4 separate regions of the Mus musculus genome follow, and regions 1, 2 and 4 are each linked to region 3. Evidence: chromatin contacts called from public Hi-C and HiChIP or PLAC-seq data. All regions are on one chromosome and are shown on one strand. The core of a region is the stretch at or near the end of the contact, and the rest is flanking DNA. Distances in the headings are between cores, read along the strand shown.

Region 1 (2,700 bases), core at 14-2,513, 970 kb before region 3:
CCTGGCCCTACTACACTTGCAGCAGTAACAGACTCCCAAGTTAGCAGGTGGCTGCAGCCCAGCCCTGTCTCCTTTTAATTTGTTTGTTTGTTTGTTTGTTTTAAGCTAAGTCTCACTGTGTAGCTCTGGCTGGTCTGGAGCTCCCTTTGTGAGCCACAAATCCTCTGCCTCCCAAGTGCTGGCTAAATCTGTGTTCTTACAACCTCCAAATAAAACCATATCCTGCTGCCGGCAGGAGGGCTGACCGCAGTGGTGCTTGCTGTAAAGCCTCACATTTGTTGGACCTCCCAGAGCCACTTAGTGGAAGGAGAGAGCCCATCCCTACAAATTGTCTGACCTGTGCACATGCACAAATAAAAGAAAATTTTAATTTAAAAAAAAAAATCCGCTGGGCGGTAGTGCCACACACCTCTACTTGATCCTAGCACTCAGGAGATAGAGGCAGGAGGATCTCTGAGTTTTATGCCAGCCAGGTGTACAGAGAAAGTTCCAGGACAGCCAGGGCTACACAGAGAAACCCTGTTTCAGAAAAACAAAATAAAATAAGATAAATCTTGTCTGTTCTTGCACATTTGTCTTTGTGCTGGAATGCTGACAATAAGTCACCAGTAAGAGCAGCGTCTTTAACCCTTTATTAAGGGCCAGATGATGGAACCAAGGCTTCTAAACACACCCTGGGAAACCTACTGGCAATTAGTGTAGGGCCTGGAGCCCAAGATGAGTCACTCAGCTCAGTGTCCCTGATCCGGTTCTACACAATCAAATACAACTCGGTGCAGATAATCGGGACAATGGGGCTGTGTGCTGCGAACCGGGGGAGGTCAGGGGAGGAGGCTGCTGCAGGCTCGAGCCAGCGGCAGGCTGGGGCGAGACTTCGGGAAGCAAGGTAGTGCGGCAGCAGTGGGGCGAGGGTCCAGCCGGGAGATTGACCACGGAACAGTGGGGCGGGGCTTGCAGCTCGGTAAAGGATTGGACAGAAACGGGGGGGGGGGCGCCCGCAGAGCCCCCCCCCCCCCCGCTGTGGATCTTTTCAACTGCCAGGTGACTCAGCCCCAAAGGCGCGAAAGGGCAAGCACGTGAGATGTGCGGGGGGGGGGGGGGGGGGGAGTAGAAAGGGTGCCCCACGTGGGAAAAGGGGGCTGTGGGGAGGCGGTGAAATGACCACAGTTTCAGGAGATCACACTTCCGACGTGGGGGTGGGACTTTCCAGGGGGCGGGACACCCCCAAGGGCCAAGAGCTAAGGCAGGTGGGGGCGTGGCTTTGAGGTCCCGCCTCTCCCGCCTCCTCAGCCGGGGGCTCCAGGAACACCGGACGCTGCTGCGCAACCGCTCGGTTGCCCGGCCATGGGTCTCAGTCCTGCTTCAACCCACCGCGAGCCAGCCCCATCTGCCGCTTGACTGGATGTGCAGGTAAGACCAACACCAACCGGTTTAGGGTGGGTGCAGGCCACCGAAGAAAGCGAGGCGGGGCCCCCTCTTCTCCACAATCCTTCTCCTAGCCCAGGGTTGTCTGCAATACCCTCTTTTGTCCTGGAGGCCTTCTTGGCCCTCAGTCCCACCCAGGAATGGACTGCTTTCAGAGCTCTTGCGCGGAATCCTGCCTGTAACTCAACTTCTGGGCGGTCTCTGTCTACTCTGCTCGCGCTAAGTCCCCTCAGTGCCTTGGCATTGCCCTCCGGGTGTTGACCACGGACCTCGCTCTGGTGTGCACACACCCCCTGGCCTCTGCACTGTGCAAGGACCCTGGCACAAGTTTGATCTTCTTAAGGCTAACCCCAGCAGCTCACTCCGCCTTTGTGCTGCCCCAGCCAACCCACCCACGCCCATTGAAAACCACAGGTGTCCAACCCAGTCACGGATTAGTGGCACGTGGCACTGAATTGCAATGTGGATGCATTTGCTCTGGGTTCTTAAGATTTAAAAAAGAAAAGAAAAGCCGATCAGAAAACCGTTTTAAATTGTTATGCCAGCATTCAGCAGAGGCTAGTGGATCTCTGATTTTGAGGCCAGTGTGGTCTCAAAGCAAGTTCTAGGTCAGTTGGGATGCATCGAGAGACCCTGCTTTATGAGTAAATAAATAGAAATTGCTTTTTAAAGGTCACTTTGGCCTTCAGCACAGACTTCTTGCACAGAGGGCCTCTGATCCTGTAGGTTGCACTCACCCAATCTTGATTCTAGTCTCTGGCCACTGCTTTGTTCAAGTGCCCTTCCATCAGGGGCCACCTGCACTGATCTGTCTTCTGTATCCACAGGCAGCCATCATGGGCCAGTGCTACTACAACGAGACCATCGGCTTTTTCTATAATAACAGCGGCAAGGAGCTCAGCCTTCACTGGCGCCCCAAAGATGTGGTGGTGGTGGCCCTGGGGCTGACAGTCAGTGTGCTGGTATTGCTGACCAATCTGCTGGTTATTGCAGCCATCGCCTCCAACCGACGCTTCCACCAGCCCATATACTACCTGCTTGGCAACTTGGCTGCGGCTGACCTCTTCGCTGGCATGGCCTACCTCTTCCTCATGTTCCATACTGGCCCACGCACTGCCAGGCTCTCCATCAAAGGCTGGTTCCTGCGACAGGGCCTGCTGGACACCAGCCTCACGGCGTCAGTGGCCACACTGCTGGCCATCGCTGTGGAACGGCACCGCAGTGTGATGGCGGTACAGCTACACAGCCGCCTGCCCCGGGGCCGTGTGGTCACAC
Region 2 (2,700 bases), core at 195-2,694, 880 kb after region 3:
AGCTTTACCACGCCCAGCGCCCCACTCAGGCCCCACCTGCACCTCCCTACCTCTCTGCCTGTTTCCTCTCCCCAGAGCCCTACCCTTCATTCCCTGTTCTGCCCACCATGGTATCCAGGGAATTCAGTACAAATGTCTCCTGGGCCTGGCTTTCTGGAAGCCTCCTTTCTTAGGCTGCACGCCCTCCACCCCCACAGCTGAGCCTCCGGTTTGCGTCAGAGTTGGGGTGACGCGCCCCCCCCCCCCCGCCCCAGGAGGCAGGATGGGAGGACACGGGATTCAGGGAGCTCCCGAGGTGAGGATCCCCTTCACGTTCAGCTCCGCTTACTTCCCAGGTCTGGAAGCCGCGGATACCCAGTAATCCTGGGCAGTCGGAACCTTCGAGGCACAGGGTCAGAGAAAAGAGTTCCTGCTCCTTTAAGAACACCCGCGTCCAACAGACTAGAGCGATGCACCGCGGGGCGCGGGCGGGCTGGGCCGGGTTTGTGAATGGAGCAGCGAGCGGAGGGGGAGGGGGGGACAGGGAGGGGGAGGGGCAGAGGGGCGGGGCCATCTAGGGCTACACAGCCGCGGAGCTCAAATCCGCACACCGCCGCCCAGGTCTCCCGCCGCCTGGGTTCTGAGGGGATGGAGACTCGCCCTCTTCCTTACACAGCTTCCTGGAGGTGGGAAGGGGAAAGGGAGTAGGGGGTTCACCCCCCACCCTCCAAACCTAGAGCTCACAACGGTATCGGCACGCATCGCTACATGGCCAGTCGGTCGCCCAAGGTCTCCCGCTGTAGAGTTACCTGGCAGCCGTGCCTAGCCCCACCCGGAACTTCGAGGGGTGCAGGGGTCACACCTCTCCCGTTATTCCCTCCCTACTCTCCAAATGCGGAGCGTGGGCCTGGGCGTGGGCCTCGGTGCAGATGGCGTTTTGGCCCCAAAATAGCTGCTCCCCCACATCTCCTTCCCTTCCTCCAGCCCTAGGGGTGAGGCGAAGAGGGAGCCACGAGCTTCCGCGGAGCCTGCTGCACTGTTTAGGGCATACTGGGGATCGGAGAGGTTGCTCCTACGCTCAGTCCGGGCCCATTACCCCTAAACGCCCCACCCTCGCGCGCACGGTCCGCCGTCTCCTCAGCCCCAACCAGGGCCTATAAACCGTCTACACAGGCGCCCCGAGTCCCTCATCCACTCGTGTGAGTGACAGGAAGAGCACCTAGGGCTGATCCAAGTGCGCCCTGAAGCGCGCACCGGGGGTCCCCCTGCTGTGCAGCCCGACTCGGCTCATCCACGCACACCCCGCACTTTTCCCGCGTCCACGCAGAACCTACCTCCCACGCACAGCAGAGACATGACTCCAGGCGGCTAGAGCGCGGCGGGTGCAGCGCGGGGCTCAGGGCTTATGCCGGGGCCCGGCCGCCGGCCATGTCGCTTCAGCACCGGGGGCGCGGACAGCGCCTGACGCGCTCTGACGCTGCGGCGTGGGCGGAGCCGGAGACGCGTGACGGGGCGGGGCCGGGCAGACGCCTTAAAGGGCTCGTAAACTGCGGGGAGTCCAGGCCAGGTCGTATCTGTTTCAAAGCCCTTTGCTTTCTGGCTCAGCCTCGATGAGTATTTCTGTCCGTGCTCCACCTACCTAGGTCTCCACGTTTCTATTTCCTCTCTGAGCCACCTAACCTGTGCTCTTGTTTTACATTCTCCTGGGTAACAGAACTGCTATTTGCTGTCAATTCCCCATCTTCAGTGCCGCAGGAAGCTGTTTGTTTATTGGTTTTTTTGTTTGTTTTTTAATCCGGGTACTGACACTTGCGAGACATGTGCCTTACCTTCCCCGTATGAGGCATATACTCTACCACAGGCACATATCTCTGCCCATTTTATAACTTTACTTCTTGCGGGCCATGGACGTAATAGATCTCTGCGAGTCTGTGGCCATCCTAGTCTGCATAGTGAGATTCTATCTCTAAAAACCAAAACAAACAAAAAACACACGTTTATTGGGTCTGGAGAGCTGCCCAGAGGTTAAGAGCACCAGCTGGTCTTCCAGAGACCCCAGCCTTCTGTTCCTCGCACCCACATGGTAGCTCCCAACCATCCACAGACATGCACAGAAAGCAAAATAAATCTAAAATTTTTTTTATACATTACATTGTTTATGTGTGTAGAAATGAGGCACACACATATCACAGCGCCCATGGAGATCAGAAGGCAACTTTCCAGACTTGATTCTCTTTCCACTATGTGGGTTCCAGGAATAGAATTCATGGCTTCAGGCTTGGCAGGAGGAGCTCACTGGGATATTGTGCAGAGCTTCTTGATTTTTTTCCATGTGTGGAATGTGTGTGTGTGTGTGTGTGTAAGACAGAGTTTGCATGTGCCTGTGTGTGCATGTGAGTATGTTTGTGTGTGTCCATGTGTCTGTGTGTGTGAGTGTGTCTGTATGTGTCTATGTGAGTGTGTTTGTGCTTGTGTGTCTGTGTCTGTATAAGTGTGTGTGTATGAGTGTGTCTGTATGTGTTTATGTCTGAGTGTGTGTTTGTGTATCTGTGTGTCTGAGTGTATGTGTCTGTATCTGATAGTGTGTGTGTATGTGAGTGTGTCTGAGCACACACACCTGTGCATGTAAGCCCAGTGAACAACCCTGGATGCTGTTCCTCATGCACAGGTCACTTATTCATCATTGTAGCTGTTGGTAGCAGTGTCTTACTGGCCCTAAGC
Region 3 (2,700 bases), core at 80-2,579:
GGGAGCGACAGGAGGGGCCCTAAGGAGGCAGGGAGGGTTTTGGGTAACAGAAGGGCAGTTTGCAGGCCAAGATAGGAGGTGCCGCAGGCAGCAAAGGGCATAGGTTTTAGGGAGCTGAGCCCAGCCTGTCTGTTGCTGCAGGAGGCTCTGTTTTCCCCATCAGGACAACCAGAAGGTGCACAAAATCAACACACCCTGTGAAGCTGGCCTTGGGGGACCTATGCTCTAAGAGCCTGCCTACAGGAGGCCACGCCCCCAGAGTCAGCTAAGCCACAGGTGTGGACACAGTACAAACCAGCATTGAGCTGGGGGACCCACCAACTGTACCTGCTCTTCACACAGGGAAATCGGGGCTACCAGCTACCAAGAGGGTAAAGAATTGCCCCCTAGGCTGAAGTGTGGGTGCAGAAGCGGAACCCAAAGGGCCCTGCAAGACTTCCTGTCGCCCCCCCTCTGCACACGACACACACTGGCAGCCACATCCTCTCCCTGCCCTGCTGTCCCATGGTCCTGCACCGGTAGCCAATGAGACTGGTTGGTTCCTTTCCCTTATGCTTAGACAAGACCTTGAAAACAACCATATTGGACGCCTCAGAGAACCTGGATCATCTCACTTGAGCACACATTAAATGCCAACTGCTTACACTGTTCCTTGCTCTAAAAGGCCTGTAAGCCATGGTAGGCACCACACTATCTCAAGGCCCAGTCGAAGCTTTGGATCGAGCACTCAGGGTCCTTGCATCTCAGACTTTTCCCAACTATGCTAACCTAAATACAGAGAAACACAAGCACAGAGAGGTTGAAGAACTACCTGGAGTCACACCGCACGGTAAAAGCTATCTTACAATTAGAACCTGGGTCGACAGTTGAGGCACCATCTCTCTTGGCCTCTGTGCCTTGCAAAGGAGGACCTGGGCCGAGGAGAAGCATGCCTTCTTGGCTGTAGACCTGCCACCCACTCGTCAGTCTGGGCCATGAGTATTTGCATCTGCGCCAACATTTCCGCTGAGTGTCCAGAACAGACTGCTTCATTCTTCCCAAATTCATCGCTTTGCAAGGCCCGAGTCCCAAGTTCAAATACCGGCGTCCACAGCTAGACCCTGCGCCCCAAGCCGTCCCTACCTTTTGGAACGCTGTAGCAGCGCACCCTTGGCCAGGCGGCTGCGGTGCCCCGGGGCCGCGACCGCGGTCCAGTAGCTGGGGTCGGACATGCTGCCGCCCTCCGTCTGCCCGGGCCTCGGCCAGATCGGCCGGATTCGGCCTGAGCCCCGTAGAGCGGCCCAGTGGCCGCGGGCAACAAGGAGCGCGCGCGGTAGCAAGGAGGAAGCCCGGCTGGGAGCCCCGCCCAGTCACGGGGCGGAGCCTGAGGGGGCGTGGCGTCGTGATGGAGGAGGAAGGGGGGCGAGGCGTTGCTACAGTGCTAGGCGGGGCGTTGCTAGGGTCCCCAACTAAGGAGCTTTTGTTGCTACAGCTCTGCCGGAAGCGCTGGGATGGAGCGCAGTTAGAACCCGCCTGTCGGTGCCCAGCATTGCCAGGGCCTTGAGGGACAGCGCGGGGCGTTGCTAGGGCCCCGAGCAGATCGGCGCGGCGTAGTGGACGTTGCTAGGGCTCTGGGACTAACGTGAGCGTTGCTAGGCCCCCTAGCAGCACAGGCAGGGGTTTGCTAGGGTTCTGAGCATAGGGGGCGGGGTTACCTGGCCGTTGCTAGGGCTCTAGGTAGCAAGGGCGGGGCGTTGCTATGGACCTCAGCAACACAGGCAGGTTGTTGCTAGAGCTCTAAGCACCAGGAGAGGCACCCTGACAGGAGAGCGAGGCGTTGCTATGGACCTCAGCAGCCCAGGCAGGGCTTTGCTATGGTTCTGAGCATTGGGGGGGCGGGGCTACCTGGCCGTTGCTAGGGCACTGCGCGGTGAGGGCGGGGCGTCGCTAGGGCCACAACAAGCAGGTGGGGCGTTGCTAGGGCCTGGACGGCGGAGTAGAGCTTTGGCGGTGCTAGTAGTGCAGGCTGTGACGGGTCTGCCCTCTGACTTGGAGGTGTTAGCCCTGCCTGGCTCTTCCCCTTTCCTTCCCATCTGTATGATGTCTGCGATGAACGCAGTGTGCATGGCCACGAAAGCCATTACCAAAGGCGATAAGTCATATATACTACAAACCAAAGGAATATGTCCTTTTCCCCCAGGTCCTAGGTAGCCAGTGGTCATTCTGACAGCACCCGACTCCCTGGACTTTTAGACACCGGATCAGAGCCTTGCTCGGATTTGAAGCTCAGATCCTATATTTGGTGCAAGAAGATAGCTGGGGAAACTGAGGCACATGCACCCAGGTTTTCCCCAACTCATCCTTGTCAAGTCACTCTGAGACTCTGCCACGTCTCCTCCAGGCTCTTTGCCACGTCAGGCGTTTCCCATGCTGCTGGCTGCAGCACAAACCCATATCCAGTCATTTATTCACTTGATAAACATTTATTGAACACTTACAGTTTACCTGCCTCTGGGACATCTAGGGGTGACTTCAAGGTAGTCCTTGATCTCAGATAAGGAGACAGATGAAGAATGTCAAAGAGTAACTTCAAAGAAAGAGGGATATAGCTGTGCTGGCAGAATGCTTGCCTGGCATGGAGGGCTCCATCCCAGCCCTCACCACACTTTTGGAGGTGGTAACACACACCTGTTGTCACAGGACTTGAGGGGTACAGGTAGG
Region 4 (2,779 bases), core at 40-2,539, 750 kb before region 3:
CTTCACACAGTGTGGTCTTTGCTAAATCACTTTACTTAGCTAAGCCTATACGGTTTCACTCTTGAAATAAGGAAGTTTATTGGTTCAGTGAGGATTAGAAGCTCTAACTATGCACAGTGTGGGAAACAAGAATTTTGATCCCCTCCTGAAGGCAATTTACTAGACTGTCTGCAGGTCAGAACATTAAACATCTGAATAGTCAAGGAAACAAAGATAGGAAAATGGCAAAAAAGAGGCGGAGGTGTGGAAGAGACACAGTTGCCATGAGAAGAAACAAGTCTTACTGAGAAGCTGAATGACAGCTACCTCTTGAAATTCTGTGAAGCACCAAGACGTCACAAATCAAGTTGGAGGCGGAGTGGGGACTCTTTCAAAGATGGACCATTTCGTGGTGGGAGAAGAAGCCACCAACAGTGAGACTGACCTCCAGACCCCCGAGGTGCAAGTGACTCTAGAAGCTACTTTCTGCACTTCAGGTCCTCACAAGGCAACAACGTTCAACAAGAGGCTGAAGGCCTCACCTTCCCCAATATCCATGCCACAAGGATCTGGGACTCCAGACCTAGACACCTGACTGTCAGAAGTCCTGGACTTTCAGATTTCCTGCGACCTCGCTTTCACACGTCAGGGAGCTCGCATCTCTTCCTTAGGTAGGTGCTTCTAGGCTGACGCTCTGGGTCCTGTTCCCGCGGCCACCCGACTAGGAGGGTCCCCGATGCAAGCACCAAGTAGCTGAAGAGGGACAACTTTCCCGGTTCCCGGGTGAGAGGGCGTGGCGGAGCCGCGTCTGTCACCGCAGGTGAGGGCGAGGCCTTCGGAAGTCCCAAGCCCGACGAGGCGGAGAGGATCGAGTCCCCGGTACCCGCGGCCCGCCCGCCTGGCCCGCACACTCACCGCCTTCTCCAGGTGGCTGCGCGCCTGCTCGCTGTTCTTCGTGTGGTGGTAAAGCACCGAGCCGAGCTGCAGGTGCGTCCGGGCCTCGATCCGCTGAGGCGGCTTGAAGGGGAACACGGCCTGCAGGCAATGAACGCACAAGCGGATCTTGGGCGGGCTAGATGTTCGGAAGTGCTCGGCGAAACCCAGGAGAGCCAGATACCACGACTCGGCTGCCTCGGCCTGTGCGGCCTGTGCGGCGGCAGCCTGAGCTGCAGCCGCCGCCTGCGCCGCAGCCGCCGCCTGTGCCGCCATCTTGGCCCGCACAACAACAAGCCGCCTCCACAGAGAGGCGGAAGCACCTTGAGGGGCGGGGCCTGGCGACCCGCAATTCTCGCGAGAACTGCTACGCAAGGACTTCTGGGTCTTATGGTGTGTGTTCGAAGTGGCTCCGACTGAGGAAGACTCTGAGGAGAGGATGATACCTCTGCATCATCGTAACTGAGAGTAATACACGTTCGTGAACTGACGCCGGCGTTTCTGTGGAGAAGACGCCCGGTGTCCTAGAAGGGGGTTGGACGAGATTGTCGGAGAAGGACTACATTTACCATCAGACCAAGCGCACTATAACAGAGCCTCCCTCTTCTCAGGTGGCGCCGGAGCATTGTGGGATTGGATGAGTCTCAAGATGGACAACCGGGATGTTGCAGGTAACATCCCCCGACTTCCCTTCGCCGCCCGCCTGGGTTCTCGCGACTGCACGTCTCCTGTTCACCCTACTTTCTGTCACGGACCTGACACGCGGACTTCTCGCCTCAGCCCCAGGGAAACTTACAGTAACGTTGCGTGTGCCCTTCTCTGGTCTGCCGAGACCCCAGACTCGGGTTCGCCCCCCAACCCCCGCCCGTGGCTGAGGAGCGCTCCTGGTCTCCCTCAAAGGCCTGGGCGCCGGGTGGGAACCGCATGGGCTTTCCCAATAAACTGCTCTCGGGCCGGTGGCATCCACAGCGGACAGCCTGGGACATCCCTCCTGCCCCTCCGGTCCCCTTTGGCTTGGGTCCTGCCTTGTGGGAAATGTGCGTTTCCGAACTGCACTGGGTCAGCCAGGGCGGTTTCCCACGGTTACGGGTTTAGCTCTCCCTGTGCCCCTAGGATGAAATGCATTTGCCCATTCACCATATGCTTCCACACTTGCTGGGTGCCAAACGCTGTGCTAAGCTTGCGTGTCAGTGCACCTGGAAGCAAATTTTGCAAAGAACTAGTTCTCGTGACGTGAGGTTGGATGCTGCTAATATATTGAAGGTCAGGGAAGGCTTAACAGTTTTTAAAAATCCATTTGTCTTTATGTCTTTGTGTGTGAGTACCTGGAGCTGGAGTTATAGTAGGCCACCTGGATGTTTGCTTGGATTCTCTGGAAGAGTGACAAGCACTCTTAACCTCTGAGCCATCTCTCTGGCTCCATGAAAAGTCTTTCTTGAGTACAAGATGTTCCATATGAGTAGATGCTGTCTATAGGAAGGCAGAGGTTTCACCACAGAGGCTGGATAGGCCTCAGAGTGGACTAGGATTGTCTCCTTGGAGATTGTTATGAATGAAATGGAAATAATTAGGGGTGTCAACTCTGGTAGTGTCTAGGGAGTCAGTTTTGCTTTCAACATTTAGAATTTAAGGGCTGACGAGATGGTGGTAGTTAAAATGCTTGTTGCCCAAGAGTGAGGACCTGGCTCCCCATCTTCAGTACTCATGTAAAAAAGCCAGATGTACTGTTGTGTGCCTGAAAGCACAGGACTTCGGACTGGACACAGGTGGATTCCTGGGGTGTATTGGCAGCCACGCACTGAAACGGGCTTTAAGGTTTTGTGAGCTGCTCTGTACCAAAAAATTAGGCAGAGCGACAATAGGAATG

What was found. A called contact is a pair of places that touch in the nucleus more often than the background predicts. HiChIP or PLAC-seq counts read pairs in DNA pulled down with a chosen protein or histone mark.
Region 1: a contact with region 3 is called in a FOXA1 HiChIP or PLAC-seq map of pancreatic cancer cells. The contact joins the promoter of Lpar2 here to the promoter of Mast3 in region 3. A contact is called at or near these places in 2 of 39 promoter capture datasets (liver and pre-B cells) and 1 of 115 datasets of contacts at active chromatin or transcription factors (pancreatic cancer cells).
Region 2: a Hi-C map of B cells shows a contact between it and region 3, with 12 read pairs. The contact joins the promoter of Unc13a here to the promoter of Mast3 in region 3. A contact is called at or near these places in 2 of 484 Hi-C or Micro-C datasets (B cells and embryonic stem cells), 2 of 115 datasets of contacts at active chromatin or transcription factors (embryonic stem cells and forebrain) and 1 of 9 other capture datasets (embryonic stem cells).
Region 4: an H3K27ac HiChIP or PLAC-seq map of microglia shows a contact between it and region 3, with 4 times the contacts expected there. The contact joins the promoter of Sugp1 here to the promoter of Mast3 in region 3. A contact is called at or near these places in 1 of 39 promoter capture datasets (liver) and 1 of 115 datasets of contacts at active chromatin or transcription factors (microglia).

The regions. Positions count from the first base shown.
Region 1 is chr8:69,821,302-69,824,001 of GRCm38.p6, forward strand. Lpar2 (lysophosphatidic acid receptor 2) reads left to right here and starts at 1,264. Exons shown (of 3, transcript NM_020028.3): 1 at 1,264-1,410; 2 at 2,253-2,700. The coding sequence starts at 2,262. It overlaps Gmip (Gem-interacting protein), which reads left to right. Exons shown (of 21, transcript NM_198101.1): 21 at 1-569.
Region 2 is chr8:71,670,313-71,673,012 of GRCm38.p6, forward strand. It overlaps Unc13a (unc-13 homolog A), which reads right to left and starts at 1,445. Exons shown (of 44, transcript NM_001029873.2): 1 at 1,314-1,445. The coding sequence starts at 1,335.
Region 3 is chr8:70,791,104-70,793,803 of GRCm38.p6, forward strand. It overlaps Mast3 (microtubule associated serine/threonine kinase 3), which reads right to left and starts at 1,330. Exons shown (of 26, transcript NM_199308.2): 1 at 1,123-1,330. The coding sequence starts at 1,211.
Region 4 is chr8:70,041,498-70,044,276 of GRCm38.p6, forward strand. It overlaps Sugp1 (SURP and G patch domain containing 1), which reads left to right and starts at 1,290. Exons shown (of 14, transcript NM_027481.3): 1 at 1,290-1,583. The coding sequence starts at 1,550. Mau2 (MAU2 sister chromatid cohesion factor) reads right to left here and starts at 1,237. Exons shown (of 19, transcript NM_001376946.1): 1 at 895-1,237. The coding sequence starts at 1,188.